Linked DNA regions of Mus musculus: region 1 is linked to region 2. The links are chromatin contacts, called in public Hi-C maps. All regions are on one chromosome and are shown on one strand. Each heading gives the region's core, a stretch centred on a gene start, on an enhancer-like site or on the middle of the called end of the contact. The rest is flanking DNA. Distances are from core to core; before and after follow the strand shown.

What was found. Hi-C and Micro-C count contacts between places; a contact is called where the count stands out from the background.
Region 1: a contact with region 2 is called in a Hi-C map of uterus. The contact joins the enhancer-like site here to the promoter of Klf3 in region 2. A contact is called at or near these places in 23 of 39 promoter capture datasets (the 3T3-L1 cell line, 3T3-L1-derived adipocytes, the C10 cell line and 13 more), 1 of 15 datasets of contacts at CTCF or cohesin (CD8 T cells), 48 of 484 Hi-C or Micro-C datasets (the 3T3-L1 cell line, 3T3-L1-derived adipocytes, B cells and 36 more), 42 of 115 datasets of contacts at active chromatin or transcription factors (CD8 T cells, DN3 thymocytes, the SCID.adh cell line and 29 more) and 5 of 9 other capture datasets (adipose tissue, bone marrow-derived macrophages, embryonic stem cells and 2 more).

What each region holds. Positions count from the first base shown.
Region 1 is chr5:64,664,921-64,668,464 of GRCm38.p6, reverse strand. No RefSeq gene overlaps it. Among named protein-coding and RNA genes, the nearest start is that of Gm26761, 33 kb to the left of the region's middle. Within about 2 kb of position 1,309, at least 33 of the 459 cell types and tissues checked have an H3K27ac peak or open chromatin away from gene starts, as enhancers often do. A contact at or near this core is called in the C2C12 cell line, the HL-1 cell line, adipose tissue and 4 more, where this site is marked.
Region 2 is chr5:64,801,300-64,804,842 of GRCm38.p6, reverse strand. It overlaps Klf3 (Kruppel-like factor 3 (basic)), which reads right to left and starts at 1,322. Exons shown (of 6, transcript NM_008453.6): 1 at 1,052-1,322. It overlaps Gm38457, which reads left to right. Exons shown (of 2, transcript XM_006504241.4): 1 at 1-793; 2 at 884-2,473. The coding sequence starts at 554. The coding sequence ends at 1,348.

The DNA of each region.
Region 1 (3,544 bases), core at 60-2,559, 140 kb after region 2:
GCCATACCCAAGCATCTATAATTTTAAAAGATGGCCAGACGAGAGCCTGCGTTTAATCCCTAGAACCCAGAGTCCATGTAAAGGTGGAAGGAAATAACTAAGTACACAGAGCACTATGGCATGTAATTCCTCATCATGTACACACACACACACACACACACACACACACACACACACACACAGAGTTATACTAAGTTTAAAAACGTTTTAAAAGGTAGCGGGTGGCTCAAATTCAGAGGCAAGTTTGGGAATCTAAGGCTTAGATGCCACCCGGGGAACCCATATCTTCAAGCCTGACTTCTGGCGGCCTCCTGGTCCAGTCCACAGCTAGAGAGAGGCCTTGGATATGTCTCACAGCCAGGCTCTTTGAGGCTGAACCTTTGTCCCCATAGATTGGGAGACTCTGTTCTTCACTTATAGCTGCTACTGACCAGAAGAGTGGAGAAAAAGCTTTTCAGTGCAATCACTGATATTTTGAAAGAGATAATCCTTTTCATTTCAACCACCAATATAACTTTAAGAAGAGCAACTGGACTGTATATGAAAGCTTTAAACTGTTGTAATTTTACTATTAAAAAATTTCTCATTCAAAGAGATTTATTTCCCTAAACTCTGGACCACCCACTGGTGCATAGCTGTATCCTGTAAATGGGTTGGTGAGAACACAGAAGTCATGAGTAGAATTCAGTGTGGGATGACAGGTGCTCTGTGTAGGGAAAAAAAGGCTAACACTTGATAGTGTGATGGGGGAGGGGAGAGAGTGTGAACAGCAAGAACAAAGCTCATTGTAGACAAATTCATGTCCAAATACTGGCTCCACCCCTGTGTTTACAGCCTAGTTATTTCATACTTTGAGATTCTTCATCTATAAAATTAGTAAACTATCACCCACATTGTATATGTGTTCTGATGTTGGGGTGTGTGTGTGTATGTGTGTTTGGATGTTAAGTGGAAACTAGAGGCTGACAACAGAATTTCTTCCTCAGTTGCCTTAGTTTCTGCCAATGGTCTTGAAGCTTACTATTTTAGCTAGATTAGCTGGCCAGTGAGTCCTTGGGGTCCTCCCATCTCTGCTCTCCCAGCTCTGGGAGGCTACAGATGTACAGCATCACATCTGGCTCTTATCTGGTTCTGCAGAATCCAAATGACTGCAAACATAAACCAAGCACCACTTCCATGATCAAGCTTTGTCCCTCCAGGAACTGCCCTCCTCGGCCTTGTGAGTCGATGGTTCATCTTCACCCTTCCTTAGGCAAGATGAGCTGGAACGTGGCAATGCACAGCTGTGTGTGATAACCCTTCCAGAACATTCTCAGATGCATTCCCCAAGTGTTACTCAATGGGCTGGGTTAAGGGTGGGGCAGATGCTGGCAGAGGGTCACAACAAATTAAAGTGTCTTGAGAAATATATGAAAGAGGCACTCAACTGACAAGATGGTAGGTTCCAGATGTCTTGGTCTTTCCCTCCCTTCCTTCCTTCCTTTGTTCCTCCCTCCTTCTTTCCCTCCCTCCCTCCCTCCCTCCCTCCCTCCCTCCCTCCCTCCCTCCCTCCCTCCCTTCCTTCCTTCTTTCCTTCCTTCCTACCTACTTTTTTTTTAAAGACAGTGTTTCTCTGAGTAGCACTGGCTGTCTTGTAGCTTGCTCCATGGACCAGGGTGGCCTCAAACTCAGAGATCTCTACCAGGTCTTTCTTCCTGAGTGCTGGAATTAAAGATATGCCACACCATGGTCTGCATCTTGGTCTTTTCTAGAGGGTTAAATGAAGTAATATCAAGACAGGCTGTGGCATGGGTTAGAGGCATACATTTCTCAGAAAACCAATTTCTGGAAAGATGGTGCTGTGTAGTTGCAGGAAACTTAGAAGGATATGTTTTTATTGTTTCTTGAAAGAAAAAAAAAGGAGGTTATATGAGTGGAAATTTTTGGAAAGGAGTCAGGGAAGGAGAAACAGATGCAGGGTCATGACCTACCAAATAAAACTGTTATTCCAGGAACTTCAGCAGGCAAAAGCCACTCTGCATGGAGAGCACTGTGGTCCGATAGAGCCTCAGCTTCATGTGCAGGGGACCTTTCTGCCCTAGTGTCCCTGCCTGAGATTACAGGCAGAGTCTTCATAGAGGTCAGTGAGTTAAGATGAGGTCACTGAGATGGCCCTAATTCCGTTTGACTGCTGTGCTCGGAAGAAAGTTTGGATGCAGACACTCACAGAGAAGGACCTTATGGGAAAGAGAGGCTGCCACCTGCAAGCAGAGGGGGACATGGGGAGAGGATGGCCCCTGCAAGCTGAGGACAGAAAACCAGGTCTGCTGATTCCTTCATCTTGGACTTGGAACCTTCAGAACTGTAAGGAAAAAAGCCAGCTTTCCTTGATTTAAGTCCCCTACCCCACACTACCACAGCCATGTGTGGCAACCCAAGGCAAAGTACTCTAGCAACTGAGAAGAGACCAGTGGTCTGGCTCCTGCCAGTGCTTCAGTGACTGTCTCTCCCTCGGCCATTCTTTCTCATTTGTCTGCCACAAGTTCCCCAAAGTGAAAGACTTTGAAGATCTATTTATTTACTTACTCTTAGGATTGAGTTAGTGATTGATAAACAGAAGTGAGTCTTCTACAGAAAGGTGGGTCCTAGTAAGCTGTGTGAGTCCTGTACGCCCCTGAGGCAGCCTTGGAGTGGGGCTCAGCGTCCCATAGTCTTCTTTGGGTGACAAGAACCATCTAGGCTTTACAGAGGATTGGAAGGGCAGGTAGTTCCAATAGGCATCAAACAGTAAATAACTTGATGGCCAACCCTTTCAAAGACTGGTCCGTGACTGTCTCCTCCAGCAGTGAATCCTGCTACACCCCCTACCCCCCAACCCTGGCATCATTTAATTGTTTGATGTTGTCAGTTTGATGTTTGATGTTGGGTCTAGTGATTCACCTCTGCTCTGGCCTGAAAAGCTTCAATCATCCAAGAGTCCCAATCATCCTCTTGGGAGTCCCTTGGAGGCTTATTCTCCTGCTAAGGAAACTAACCCCAAATATTTACCCAGTAGAAGTTGTAAACTTTGACTTTACCTGTCAAGGTGTATCTCTGTAAGAAGCAGGGGAAGCTAGGGCTTTGCCTTGTGGGAACTGCTCCCTCTGAGATCTGAGAACAATGTCCATTCTCATTCTAAGCGAACCCCTCTTGGGACCAGGCTTCCTTGCCCTCTCAGACTTCAGACAGGCACTCCCACTTCCGGTGTGAGCAGTTCACCACCACAGCTGGCCAGGCAGGAACCCTGAGTATGAGCCCAGCCTCAGGGGGTCTTGGGGGCAGTGGAAGGGTAAAGGCTGCCAGAAAATTAATGATAAGTACCTCAAGAGAAGGGCTTACACTACACACTGGAATGTAAGCGAATTACTTCACACAACTCACTGTTGATCATTTGGTCACCAGTACCTCTAGCCAAGGATTTCTCTCATCAGCCATCACTGGCTAGATCTTCCTCCACCCATTCTCTGGCGCCCTGGACTCCTACATGACTTCTGTAAGGAGTTTGATTTCACATAGAACAATTATG
Region 2 (3,543 bases), core at 73-2,572:
ACTCTTGAGAATAAAGTATCTCCAACAATATTAGAGGAAAAAAAATATAAGTTCTTAGAACCAAATCTCATGACTCCGTGTAAAATAAAATCTCAATGACTCTGTGTAAAGTGTTTATTTTGAAGAATACAAGGTAAACATTATCCAGTGTCCATTTAACCTGAATTATTCAAAGGCTCATTCATATTCAATTAGTATTATTGTAAAATACTACTATTGTAAGTACTGCAGTAAAAATTTACAGAAGTGTTTCTGTTATCCGCCAAAGACATGGATATGACAATTCCAACTCTTATTTGCCACCTCCAAGCTATCCAAAGGTTCTGGTCCACACCACTGTCCTGTGGTCCCTACAGGGCTCCGGTTCCCTAACACCGAAGGCGCTCTGCACTGCTAGCCACGCTGCAATCCTTTGCTTCAGGCACTGCGGCAGGTTCTCTCCAAGTCCCCAAAGGCAGTCTCTCCAAACCTCGGTGGTTCTTTTCCTCCCCCCTGCCTTCCCCCACAAGCCAAATGACCCAGCAGTTAGCGCGCTCCGGGTACGGAAAAGGGGATGCTTCTTCAGTCCCAATCGCCCCCAAGTTTCTCGCCAGGGGCGCTGGAGGCTGGGCTCCAAGTTTGCTGGGCGGCAGCTGGGGGGCGCGGGCGGGGGGCGGGAGCCCCGAGTCCAGGCGGGAGGGGGAGGAGCAGGCGCGCGGCCTCGCCGCTACCTGGCTCCTTCCAACGCGGCCGCTCGCGGGGTGCGCCGGGGGCTCCGATGGGAACCGAGCGCGGGGGACCCGGGACCACACAGGTGAGCCCCGCCCGCGGGCTCCCAATCCACCGAGTTCCCCTATCCCACGATCCCGCCCGCCATCCCCTCCCCCTCGCTCCTCCACCCCAGCTCCGAAGCACTTTCCCAAGCCCGAAGGAGCCCTCGCTGCACCCCGAACCCGTTCTCCGCGTCCTGCTTTCTCCGAAGGGAAAAAAAAAAGGAGAGAAAGAGAGAGAAGCAAGCAGATGCGGCGCAAAGCGGGGCGCAGGACGGCAAGGTGAGGGCGCGGGGACTTACTCTGCCAAGCGCGGTGCCGAGCGCAGCGGCCAAGAAACCCAGGCCCGGCTCCCCGGCGCCCGGAACCCCGCGGGCCGGCAGGTCAAGCGCTTCGGGCCGGACGGCGTCCGGGATAGGGACCGCGACCGCACGGACGCGCGGGTGGGGTTGGCTCGGGTGGCGCTCGCACTGCGCTCCGGCCGCGGCTCCGCGCGGCTCGGCTCCCCGCTCCCCTCTGGCTCCTTGGCACCAACTCTGGGCAGTCACATGACGCCGGCGCCGCTCGCTCTGCGAGCCTCCCCGGGGCTGGCGGGGTAAGTAGAGGCTGGGAGCCGGGGTGGGAGGGTCAGGGAGGGGCAGCGGGAGCCGCCACAGCCGCCCGGGCTGGGAGGGGTCCCCACCCACTTGGGTGGAGGCAGCCGCCGGAGGGGTCGGCGAGTCACTGGCAAACACGCACCCCGCCCTGCCCTTCCCCGCCCCCGCCTCCCGCGCCGCCCCCGCCCGCGCCCCGCCCAGTCACCCGGGGCCAGCCTGACAGACACTCATTATTCCCCGGAGCCGGGCGCCGCCCCGCCGGCTCGACCTGTCCCGGGAGGCGCGGCGCGGCCTCGGGGCTGGGCGTGAGCGGCCCCCGCCCGGCTCTCCACCCTGGGCCTCCACCCCGCCTGAGCGCTCCGCCCGGCGCCCTGAGCCCGCGGCCCCGCCCTAGCTGTCCTGGCCTCCTCGCTGCGGCCCGAGCCCCGGGGGGAAGGAAGGGCGGCGTTGGCCCGCTCCGGGCGTCACACGCTCTACGGCCCCTAGCGCCGCTTCCAAAACACACAGCCCGGGTTCGCAGGCGAGCCGAGGAGTGGGGGAGCGAGGCCGTCAATCACTCGCTCCCGCGGGAAGGGCCGCCCCTCCCGGGCAGAGGGCGGTGGAGCGGGTGTTGCGGCCCAGGATGCCCTGTCCCTACGTCGGGGAGCGCGGTGCTCCAGGAGCGATCGCTGCCTTGTGCACAGGGGTCGCGCTGCAGCCTGCGCGCTGGCGCTGTTCGGAGACTTCGGGTCGCCCCTGTTCTTTCGCCTACCCTGCAGGGGCCGCTTCCAGCCTGGAGGGACTTTTCTTGGAAAGGTGGAGACCCCCGGAGGAGTGCGACTCCCCAAGGGCCCGATGCTCTGGAGCGAAAAGGCGTTCGCTGGTCAGCCTTGCTGCCAGAAAATTTAGCAAACTTCGGGCAGATCCTCCCACCTGGGGCGAGAGCTCTGGCTGGCCTGGGGCTCAGCCCCGGGACCTTTCCTTTCACACTTTAAGAGCCTCAAGGCACTTTTTCCGTGGAAACCAGGCCAGCGCGAGGACAACTTCGCTGAGCTTGGTGCTAGGCTAGAGTCGGAGGCTTTTGAGTTTCCTTTTAAAACAGTATTAATGTAATAAGGAACGCAATAAAAAGAACAAAGGACAAATTGGTTCAATTGTTTTAGTTCTGTGTAATGTTTTAAAACAACCCGGCTTCAGTCTATGGCTTGTTATTACTTCAAGATGTTTTAAAGGCCCTGTAAGTTCACCATTCTCACTTCACTTTGATGCTTCAGCCAGGCATGGTACTACTTAAAACGTAGTGATACATAGATTCCCCACTCCTTGTTGTAACTACAAGGTACAATTAAACTAGAACCCAGTAACCTCCAACACTGAAATTGTCTGTCCTGAGGAGACCCAGAACCCACTAGTTCACATTCCAGTATAATGTCCTGTTTAAAATGTAAGTGGTGAGGGTCTTGGGTGGTTTATTTCCAAATAAAATAGTCAAAGAAAAAGTTGGGTTTTTGTTTGTGTGTGTGATTTGTAAATTGCTGCTCCTAGGTGACCAATCATTAGCAATATATTTGAATGGCTAGGATTTAAATGAGAGATAGAAAGAAAAAAAAAGATAAAGTAGATCAGATGGCTTGAAAAGTGGCCCAAGATAAGAAGGGTGGGGATGGGGGTGGGGGTTAACACCTTAGTGAGCACTGATTTGGGTGCCTCTAGGGAAAAAGATCTAATCAAAGCCTGAGTGCTTGTAGTGCTGAGTAGCTCAGCAAGAGACACAGAAACTCTTCCAGGTGGGCAAGTCGGAACTGCCTGAAGTCATCCCTGACCCTTGCCCCTCCCTAGCAGATCGCCAAACTGTCTCCCATCATTACTTACTCCTTGGCCACTACCCTGGTACACCCTGTTGCAACAGTGTCTCCCATTTGTAGCATGATTAAAGGTGTGGGAAGAGAGTGGAAGCAATGGAGTAAGAATGTCCTTTCTAAATAAAGTACAGATCTAAATGTGTCAGTTTCTTGGGTGACTCAGTTTGGGTTCGACCTTTCTATCTGTACCGAAGGGTATCTGTCTTAGTTACTTTTCTATTGCTCTGCTGAATGCCATGATCAAGCTACCTTCGAGAAGGAAGGGTTCATTTGGGGTTTGTGGTTTCATCCTCATCACCATCACCGTGGGAAAGTGTGGCCCCAGGTAGGTATGGCAGCAGGACCTGCTGAGAGCTT